Linked DNA regions of Ovis aries: region 1 is linked to region 2. The links are chromatin contacts, called in public Hi-C maps. All regions are on one chromosome and are shown on one strand. The core of a region is the stretch at or near the end of the contact, and the rest is flanking DNA. Distances in the headings are between cores, read along the strand shown.

Evidence for each region. Hi-C and Micro-C count contacts between places; a contact is called where the count stands out from the background.
Region 1: a contact with region 2 is called in a Hi-C map of tail adipose tissue, with 11 times the contacts expected there. The contact joins two enhancer-like sites. A contact is called at or near these places in 9 of 16 Hi-C or Micro-C datasets (hypothalamus, mesenteric adipose tissue, mixed tissues and 5 more).

The regions. Positions count from the first base shown.
Region 1 is chr4:72,227,423-72,232,238 of ARS-UI_Ramb_v3.0, forward strand. It overlaps LOC132659745 (a long non-coding RNA gene), which reads left to right. Exons shown (of 4, transcript XR_009600503.1): 2 at 1,108-1,275; 3 at 2,060-2,283; 4 at 2,410-3,682. Among named protein-coding and RNA genes, the nearest start is that of TRNAC-GCA, 31 kb to the left of the region's middle. Within about 2 kb of position 2,564, at least 11 of the 54 cell types and tissues checked have an H3K27ac peak or open chromatin away from gene starts, as enhancers often do. A contact at or near this core is called in hypothalamus, where this site is marked.
Region 2 is chr4:72,098,249-72,102,911 of ARS-UI_Ramb_v3.0, forward strand. The region is part of intron 2 of LOC132659744 (a long non-coding RNA gene); the gene reads right to left. Among named protein-coding and RNA genes, the nearest start is that of TRNAC-GCA, 99 kb to the right of the region's middle. Within about 2 kb of position 2,648, at least 4 of the 54 cell types and tissues checked have an H3K27ac peak or open chromatin away from gene starts, as enhancers often do. A contact at or near this core is called in hypothalamus, where this site is marked.

The DNA.
Region 1 (4,816 bases), core at 1,314-3,813, 130 kb after region 2:
AAAAGAGAAGTCTGTATTTTCGGTGATTACTATTTTTTTTTCTGTCTCTTTTTGTTGCTCATCATCTCACACCCATACTCAACCTCCTGGCAGAGGTGAAGGGAGGGGTTGATTGTGAAATAACACTAGACCACATGAAACCACCGATCTATGAGATACTAGAAGCCGTCTTCTGGATACCTAGGGCCCTCCTGTTTAGCGGGCGGGAAGGACACCTAGATCAGAATTACCTGCCAACAGAGAAGCCGGCATAGGCCTGACCTCCACTCAAGTTTAGTTTCCCCCTAAAACTAAAGTGGAGATGGAGGTTTGCTTCATCCTGGTCCCTGCAGGATCCCATAATGGTCCCATATAATTAGCCTAAAGACATCCCCTGCTGTTTGTTTGCCAAGAAAACAAGCAGAATGTGCTAGGAAAATAGAGGAGCTATTCAGCGGTAAATAGCAAGGAAAAGGTGGAAATGTTTGATCTCCTATATAGATATGGCTTTTGTGTTCTCCAAATAATTACTTTTGGTTTACTTTTTCTAAAAGACTTGATGGTTGGTTAAGAATGAACAATAAAATTAGATACTAAAAACAAACAAAGCTCTCAGGAGATGGAGCCAGTGTAAGAGAAACCCAAAGCCCTGGTGCTCACACTTAGTTGAAAAAAACAGACCTGAGTTTTGTCAGCCCTTCTGCGTCTATCAGACCTTTTCTCTTAACACCAATTAACTAAGAGAGGGGATCTCAAAGTCTGATGTAAAGCCTTTGATTTTCAGATAAAAGACCACATCAACTTTCAGAGGAAATTTCAGATATCATTACAGGTCTTATTGAAACTTCTTCCCAGCCTGTATCCCAGAAGAGTTTGAATCTTGTTTCTGCTAGATACAAATCAACAGCCCTGACGAAGATTGTGTCAGAGATGTCATTTAAAAACACTCATATTAAACCAAGAAGGTGGTGGCCAAATTAGAGACAATGTTTGACCCTCTCTCAATTTTCCACTGCTGCAAAGACAGAAACTAATAGCAAATCCTTCTTTATCATTCGTTCTCCTGTTTTTTAAGAGCAACAACTTATTTTAGCAGGTATTTCTTTCTTTTTTCTTTTTTCTTGCAAGGGTTTCAGAACATTGGCATGCAGCTGGTAACACAGAAGGAGAAAACAGAAACCACATCCGGAAGTAATCATCTCCCAGTCACTTTAATGGATTATAAATGTTAAAGAGCCCACCAATTAAATTAGCGTGATGGCGTTTCATAAAAAGTTCCATAAATCTTAAATGGAGGTAATGCTCTTCTCATTATACTTAGGGATGAGGAGATAGTAAGACCCAAGACCTTACTACACAACAGTAGCTTTGCTTCATTTCTTCTTGTGCCACCAAATTTAACAGACAATTTGAATAAAGCTATCGCCTCGCATACTCACATAAAATTGAGTTTTATTGCTAACTGGGGCATATTGAAAAGCGAGAGACTAATGGAGCCAAACTTCCCACAATGATTCAATCAATTTGATATCCTTTTAATTTTTTATTTATTTATTTATTTAGGAGAACAAGTCGCATCTTCCTCTGTTCGTATTCAACCAGTTGATAGTGGAAAGTTCTTATTTTTCCTCTTAAACTTGCAAATGGGATTCTTTATCTCCGAGGTCCAATCACCATTTCAAAGAGGAGATTTTTATTTTTAAGAGATTCTGTTTTTAATTGGCTACTTAGAAAGTCTATTTTGGAAAACATAGTTTCTCACTGGAGTTAATTTGATCTGTATGGCTCAAAAAAGGGCAAATTCTACCAGAAGGAAAAGAGTATGGACCCTGGAATGCAGTTACCTGGGGTAATAATACTTAGCAACTCGGGGAAGCAGAGGAAGTAGTTCCTCTTTAATATCTCAGCTCAGCCTGCCTTTTGTTATCACTACGCCAGTCTCATTATGTTCGGAAGCAATCACGTGCATCGGACAATTGCTTTTTAAGCACTAAGGAACTTGCTGCAGTAATTTGGTTGTTTCCAATCCTTCTCCAAATAAAGACATTCCTCTAACTTTATGAATTTTTTTTAAACTTAGAAACACATTTCCATGGACTCGATCAGCTTGTAGTGAAACTGTAAGAGAAGCAAAGACTGCAAAGGAGTTGGAAGAAATAAAGAGCCCTTTCCAACCTTTTGAAACGCCTGCAACAATAATGAACATATAATGCACAGGCAATAACCCTTCAGTCAAAAAGAAAGACAAACAGAAAAGAGAGCCTTGCATAGAAACTTGGGTGATTCTACACTTTAAATAATAAGGTGAGATGTCACAAAGTATTTTGTTATAGGTGATATCTGTTTAATTATAATTCTGTACACTACATTATGTGAGAATCTGAGCAAAGTTGGCTCTCTTTTTCTCTTTTTTTGCTTTAATCCACCCAGGTGTTGTGTTCAGAGATAGGGCTCTAAGTTGTTGGGGGACGTGAACGGCCGCAGGGAGTGAAGGATGAGGTCAACACTGAATCCTCTGTAGCAGAGGATCGTATTTACTCCGCTGCCTTCCGACCTTGTTGCTCTTTCCTGTAAGTCGAGTCTGCCCCCTCGTGGTGAAAGTGAGAGGCTGCGCTCACTTCCCAGGACGCCTTCCTCTTCTAGGTCAGTGAGAGGGTATTGGGAGCAACTGGTCCCTTCACCACCATCCTGTCCTTGAGCTGCTTTTCATTGCTTCTCCCCCCTCTGTTCTCTGTTCCCCTTTTCTTCTCTTACTGCTTCCTTTTGTCTCCTTCCCTCCCCTTGCATTCCAGAGCCATCCACAATATTATTTACCAGCCCAGGCATGAGAGCTAAAATTGCTGCAGACCCTCTGCCTAGGGAGAGGATCTGAACTCTGATTTAAGGAATTCAGACAATTTCAATAAATCATTAAATAACCGTCACCCCAAAGAGTAATACCATGTCATCAAGAGCTAAACAGACACTGAACAGGAAATTGGGAGACATGGATTTCTCTGGCCTTAGCCTTATCCCTGGAATATGATATGGATGTAACGTGTGTATGAAAACCAAGAAACCTGGACATAAGCACAACTTAATAGAGAAGCAGGAAGCAGGAAGATAAAGGGGGTTTCTCTGCCCTCAGCACAGAAAAGCAAAAGGGCACACAACTGTCATATCCACCCGCTCCTCAGCAAACCACTCCAAACACACAATCTAAGTAAACGAAAGCAATGTTCACTATGTAAAGGCAGCCTCAAGATAAAGCTTCTTGTTCCCCTCATGGACCTGTTCCAATCAGCCTGACACCCATGGGGCCATCCTGAGCAACCAATCCATCTGGAGTATCATTTCCATCCTATTTCTATCCATTTTCTACACAGAAATTTTTAAAAATTACATTTCTTCAAATATACCTTCAAAGGTATGAACCTTCGAAGGTATATTGCCTTCATTGTCTGTGCCTTGTACATTCAGAATCTCTCTCTCTCTCTCTCATACACACACACCCACACACCCTCAAGTCCTCTACTCTAGCCACACTTCTCTCCTGGGTTTCCCCCCACAGCCCTCTCTTTCTCTCCTCCATGTTTTTTCATTTGCTCTTTTCCAGCTTAGATTGTTCTGACTCAAGGCTCACGGCCTTTTGTGAAGTTTGCATCAGTGCAAGGCCCTTTTTATTTTATAAAACTGCATTAGTGCACAGAACAGGACATGTCACCCAGGGAGATGTAAGTTGAGGGCACTTCCATACCCATAGAAAAGTCTCATGTTGAGGTAAAATATATATATTTTAAAACAACTGTAATTTATGCAGCTATTAATCTTCCAAGGCAAGTGGTAGGGTACGGTGAAATGTTCATAAGCTAACAAGAAAAAACTCAGGTGGCTTATGCCATTGCCAGAATCCTGAGATGGAATTACAGCCCCATAACTCAAAGTTGCCAGCTCTTTCCATTCCCTAATGGAGGTTCTGAAGGACGGGACTCCTGTTCACTTTCCCTGTTTACTCTCTAGCTTCTGCTCTTCTTCCAAGAAGCCCCCTACATACTTCCTGATCTACCTCGGAGGCAAAAAGTGTGACAGTTATTAAGCTGCTTCTTTGTTGAAGAAATGCAGAAAGAGGTCTCTGTAACCTCCCAATCCAAGGACTTGGGATAGGATCATGTGGCAAAACCTCTCTCACAGCAGATATGAATACAATAGAATGCCCACCTGGTGCCTCCAGATCTAGCCAGCATTGACCACTCCCAGGAGCAATAATACACGGTGCACAAAGCACTCACAGGTGAGGGAAGACCTAAATACCACTCAAGGATTACACTAAATGCCAGTTATTCATCTTTGGTTATTTCTCTAAGGGTAGTCGCCAGCCCCCTGCATCAGAATCACCAAGCATGCTTTGTCCTTCCCTCTGCCCAACTTTAGACCTGCTACACCAGGTGGATGAGGCCTACTGAGGGTCACCCAGGGAGTCCCACACCCTGATTTTATGAAAGGGAAACCGCTCCACAGAAATGACAAGAGTTCCAAATGGAGACAAGACTGGATTTTCTGACTCTCCATCCAGCACATCACACTGCCTTAAAGTCAGTTTCCAAACGCCCCTAAAGATGGCTTTGAGAGTTTCATAGTCCTTCGGGACGTACCTGTCACCCACAAAGCCCATTAACAATTTCTGGGAAATAAAAATAGAATCTGGATAATAAACTAAAATCTAACCTTTTTTTTTTTTTCCCTTTGTGCTTCATCTAATTTCACTTGCTCACTGGGCGCCTGGGGCAAAGGCCTCACACCTGGCCCTTCAGACCAGAGCTCCAAGTGAAGAACCGCCGTGCTGACACCTCAGCTTGGG
Region 2 (4,663 bases), core at 1,398-3,897:
GTCTTACTTGCCAACTCCCTTTCAACAACAGCCAGGATGTGAGCTATGCCCTTGATGGGCATAAATGGATACGGTACATGCTCTCATTCATTACGGAAGAAGGAGGAAGCTTGAACCTTGGAAAGCATGGGGTTTTGTCCAACAATGGGTGAGGATCAGAACTGTAAGCAACGAGAGGGGTCCTGAGACACAGGCCAGACGGAGGCCAAACACCTGGCAGGGTTAGTTCATTGCCAATAATTTGATTCCACTATAGGTTATGCATTTTGTATCAAATGTAGGTGGTTGAGAAATGACTAGGTTAAAAATTGCAGTAACCCACACCACAACTTGCTCTCTTGCCCCATGTCTCTCTCACTCTCCCTGTCTGCATCTCACACACACATACACACATACCACAATGAACACAATGAAACCTTCCTTCTCAGAGGAAAATTGCAGTGATCCATCTCCTAGCAATCTATGAGAAGGGCATCACCCAGGAAGGACAGATTTCTGCTGCCCCCATGGCAACTGGCCACTGTCCTCACTGGCCTGAGCCCTGGGTCCATCAGCTGCTCTTTGTGGATGATAGAGTATGGGCTGGCAAGTCGGTGATTTTCCACTGGAGAAGCTAAGAAAGGGGCTCACCCCACCCCACCCCTACTTCCCTAGTCACTCTGGCTCTCTCTCAGGACAGCTTGCATCTTAGCCGAACGTGACGAAAGAAAGTTGGCCCCAGAGGTGTCTCCGAGTGTCTCTGCCCAGAACTAGAGAGAAGTTTTTGGCAGGACTTCCAAGCTACAAGCAAATTCCTAACAGGGTTTGGCAGATCACAAACAATTAGGTGACTGCACTCTATAATCAGCCCACGGGGACGGCGAGGCTGTGTGACAGCCAGATTTCTGGTGAAATGTTGCTTTGGTTGGAACCAAGGAGCTTTTCCTTCAGCATCCCCAGGCCTCAAGGAAGCTGGAAGGAACACCAGAACTGCTTATCTGGGGCAAATCTGGATTGTCAGCGATCACAGAGGAGCTTCAAAATGGCAACCATGCCAAGTCTACCAGGTCTCCCAAACCCACAGGGATTGTCTGCTGGGAGAGAGGCACACTGCGTCCTTGAAGGCAAAGAGCCCCCCTTTGCATCTTGTTCCAAACCTATGGAAACTGTGAGGCCTGGTAGCTAATCAGCTTTCCTAGCAGCAGGGAGAAGTGAGCTGAATGCTCTGTGGGCCTGGTGCCTGCCTCCAAGTCACAGGGAATCAAGTCCAAAATGGAGAGACTTCCTCTGACTTGCAGCCACAGGAATTATCCACACCTTCCAAGAGGGCTCCTTCCCAGGTCAGGGGTTGGGAGGGAGGCTGTGAACCATCTGTGAGTAGTGGGTGTGCCTCAGCTGGGCTTTTCCAAGGGCAGCCCCCACAGAGGGCCTCAGGGCCAGAGTACAGAGGTCCACCTGGGTACCCTGGCATGGGGCCTGTCCGCAGCCTTCGGAGCACTCTGCACGCACCCAGGTCTGCTACCCAGATGTGACGGCAACTTGACCTTCCCAGCCATCGCTCGCCACATTTCCCCAGACAGGAGAGACCAGGGACTCCAATTTGCCCACGGTCCCTTCAGGTCCAATGGCAGATGGGCTGCCCCCTAGTGGAGCACAGGCTCTGACAAAGGTGGAAGAGATGATTCTGGCACTTCCTAAACGGACCGCAAGTCAGTTCACAAAAATGGAGAATGAAAACAAGAAACCTATTAGGTTGCAATCTCTTTGGGGAGGGACTCCGTTTCTAAAGGGAGCTTACATGCCATGGAAACAAATCCCAGAAGCCCAGTTTCAGCTTATTAGCGCTAAATTGGCCACAGCAAATGAGCACTGCAATTGTCAGTGACCTGAGGTTTTATAAGCACACTGGGACTGTTTGCAGAGATTTTACATGCTCCCTGCTGAGCAGCTGTGGGGAGGCAATGAGACCCGCTATTCCATTTCCAAAGCCCAGAATAGCAATGAAGCCACCCCATGGTGCCCCTCCATGCAAGGGTCTCCCAGGGCCAGAGGCTTCCTTGCAATCTTTGCCCTACACCTTAGCTTTATTGAAAAGGCAAGAACCAGAAGTAAAAGGAGCCTTCATATCTGTTAAAAATGGATTTGGAAGAGCCGTAGTTTGGCAGGGTAATGGTGAGAGTGGCCCATGAAATTTAGTGCTAAGGGGCAAGAGAGAGTGTCTAGTCTAGTCCCCAGCACTACGACAGGGTAGGGGGAGGAAGGCATGGATGACTGTTGAAGTGAGCGGAAAACTATCCTCTTGCCAATAGTACACAGCAGGGAACTCTGGCAGGGAACAAAGTCCAAAGATGCCTTATTTTGTTATTATTTTCTGTCTTCTCTCATTAAACATTATCTTTTGTGGAGTTTACATCCTAAAGACAGATGAAAAATATGTGCATGCATGCTTCCAGTAATTAAATATCTGATCGATTCTGGGAAGGAAATAAGCAAGAGGTTGAGGAGTAAATGGGAGCCTGTGGAGACTGGTGAGGAGGGTGTCTGGAGCAGGCATGACAGTGAGGGTGGAAGTGACGTCTCTGAGAGAAGCAGGAGAAGAGGGCGTTGCAGGCCAGGGGACAGTGAGTGGCGAGTTTGTGAGAGAGGAGAGAGCGCCGATGCTTCTGGCAGTGAAATAAAGCCTTAAGTGAGGAGAGAGGCACGGCATCAAGTTACGGAGCTGGGCAGATGCTCAGTCAGGCAGAGTGCTGTTGCAAGAGTTTTTTTAATGTTCCTTCTTGAAATTCTGTTTCTTCACGGCTATAAAATAACAGTATTGTGGTTCGTCACCGAGCACTCTTCGTCAACTCATCTTTCTACACACACACGCACACACACACTGTTGAGGGTTGTTGTGGCTGGATTCTTTACCATTTGTTCTCTCTGTCCTCCATTGCTCTGAGCCACTCTGTGGTATAACGGTTCTTTGCTCAGTTCAGTTCAGTCGTTCAGTCGTGTCCAACTCTTTGAGACCCCATGAATCGCAGCACGCCAGGCCTCCCTGTCCATCACCAACTCCCGGAGTTCACTCAGACTCACGTCCATCGAGTCCATGATGCCATCCAGCCATCTCATCCTCTGTCGTCCCCTTCTCCTCCTGCCCCCAATCCCTCCCAGCATCAGGGTCTTTTCCAATCAGTCAACGCTTCACATGAGGTGGGCAAAGTATTGGAGTTTCAGCTTTAGCATCATTCCTTCCAAAGGAATCCCAGGGCTGATCTCCTTCAGAATGGACTGGTTGGATCTCCTTGCAGTCCAAGGGACTCTCAAGAGTCTTCTCCAACACCACAGTTCAAAAGCATCAATTCTTTGGTGCTCAGCTTTCTTCACAGTCCAACTCTCACATCCATACATGACCACAGGAAAAACCATAGCCTTGACTAGATGGACCTTTGTTGGCAAAGTAATGTCTCTGCTTTTCAATAGACTATCTAGGTTAGTCATAACTTTTCTTCCAAGGAGTAAGCGTCTTTTAATTTCATGGCTGCAATCACCATCTGCAGTGATTTTGGAGCCCAAAAAATAAAGTCTGTCACTTTTTCCACTGTTTCCCCATCTATTTCCTATGAAGTGATGGGACCAGATGCCATGATCTTTGTTTTCTGAATGTTGAGCTTTAAACCAACTTTTTCACTCTCCACTTTCACTTTCATCAAGAGGTTTTTTAGCTCCTCTTCACTTTCTGCCATAAGGGTGGTGTTATCTGCATATCTGAGGTTATTGATATATCTCCCAGCAATCTTGATTCCAGCTTGTGCTTCTTCTAGCCCAGTGTTTCTCATGATGTACTCTGCATATAAGTTAAATAAGCATGGTGATAATATACAGCCTTGACATAGTCCTTTTTGGAACCAGTCTGTTGTTCCATGTCCAGTTCTAACTGTTGCTTCCTGACCTGCATATAGGTTTCTCACGAGGCAGGTCAGGTGGTCTGTATTCCCATCTCTTTCAGAATTCTCCACAGTTTATTATGATCCACACAGTCAAAGGCTTTAGGATAGTCAATAAAGAAGAAATAGATGTTTTTCTGGAACACTCTTGCTTTTCCAATGATCCAGCAGATGTTGGCAATTTGATCTCTGGTTCCTCTGCCTTTTCTAAAACCAGCTTGAACATCAGGAAGTTCACGGTTCATGTATTGCTGAAGCCTGGCTTGGAGAATTTTGAGCATTACTTTACTAGCATGTGAGATGAGTGCAATTGTGCAGTAGTTTGAGCATTCTTTGGCATTGCCTTTCTTTGGGATTGGAATGAAAACTGACCTTTTCCAGTCCTGTGGCCACTGCTGAGTTTTCCAAATTTGCTGGCATACTGAGTGCAGCACATTCACAACATCATCTTTCAGGATTTGAAACAGCTCAGCTGGAATTCCATCACATCCACTAGCTTCCAGCTTGTGCTTCTTCCAGCCCAGCATGTCTCATGATGTACTCTGCATAGAAGTTAAATAAGCAGGGTGACAACGTAATGATGCTTTCTAAGGCCCACTTGACTTCACATTCTAGGATTTCTGGCTCTAGGTGAGTGATCACACCATCGTGATTATCTTGATCTTGAAGATCTTTTTTGTATAGTTCTTCTGTGTATTCTTGCCACCTCTTCTTAATATCTTCTGCTTCTGTTAGGTCCATACCATTTCTGTCCT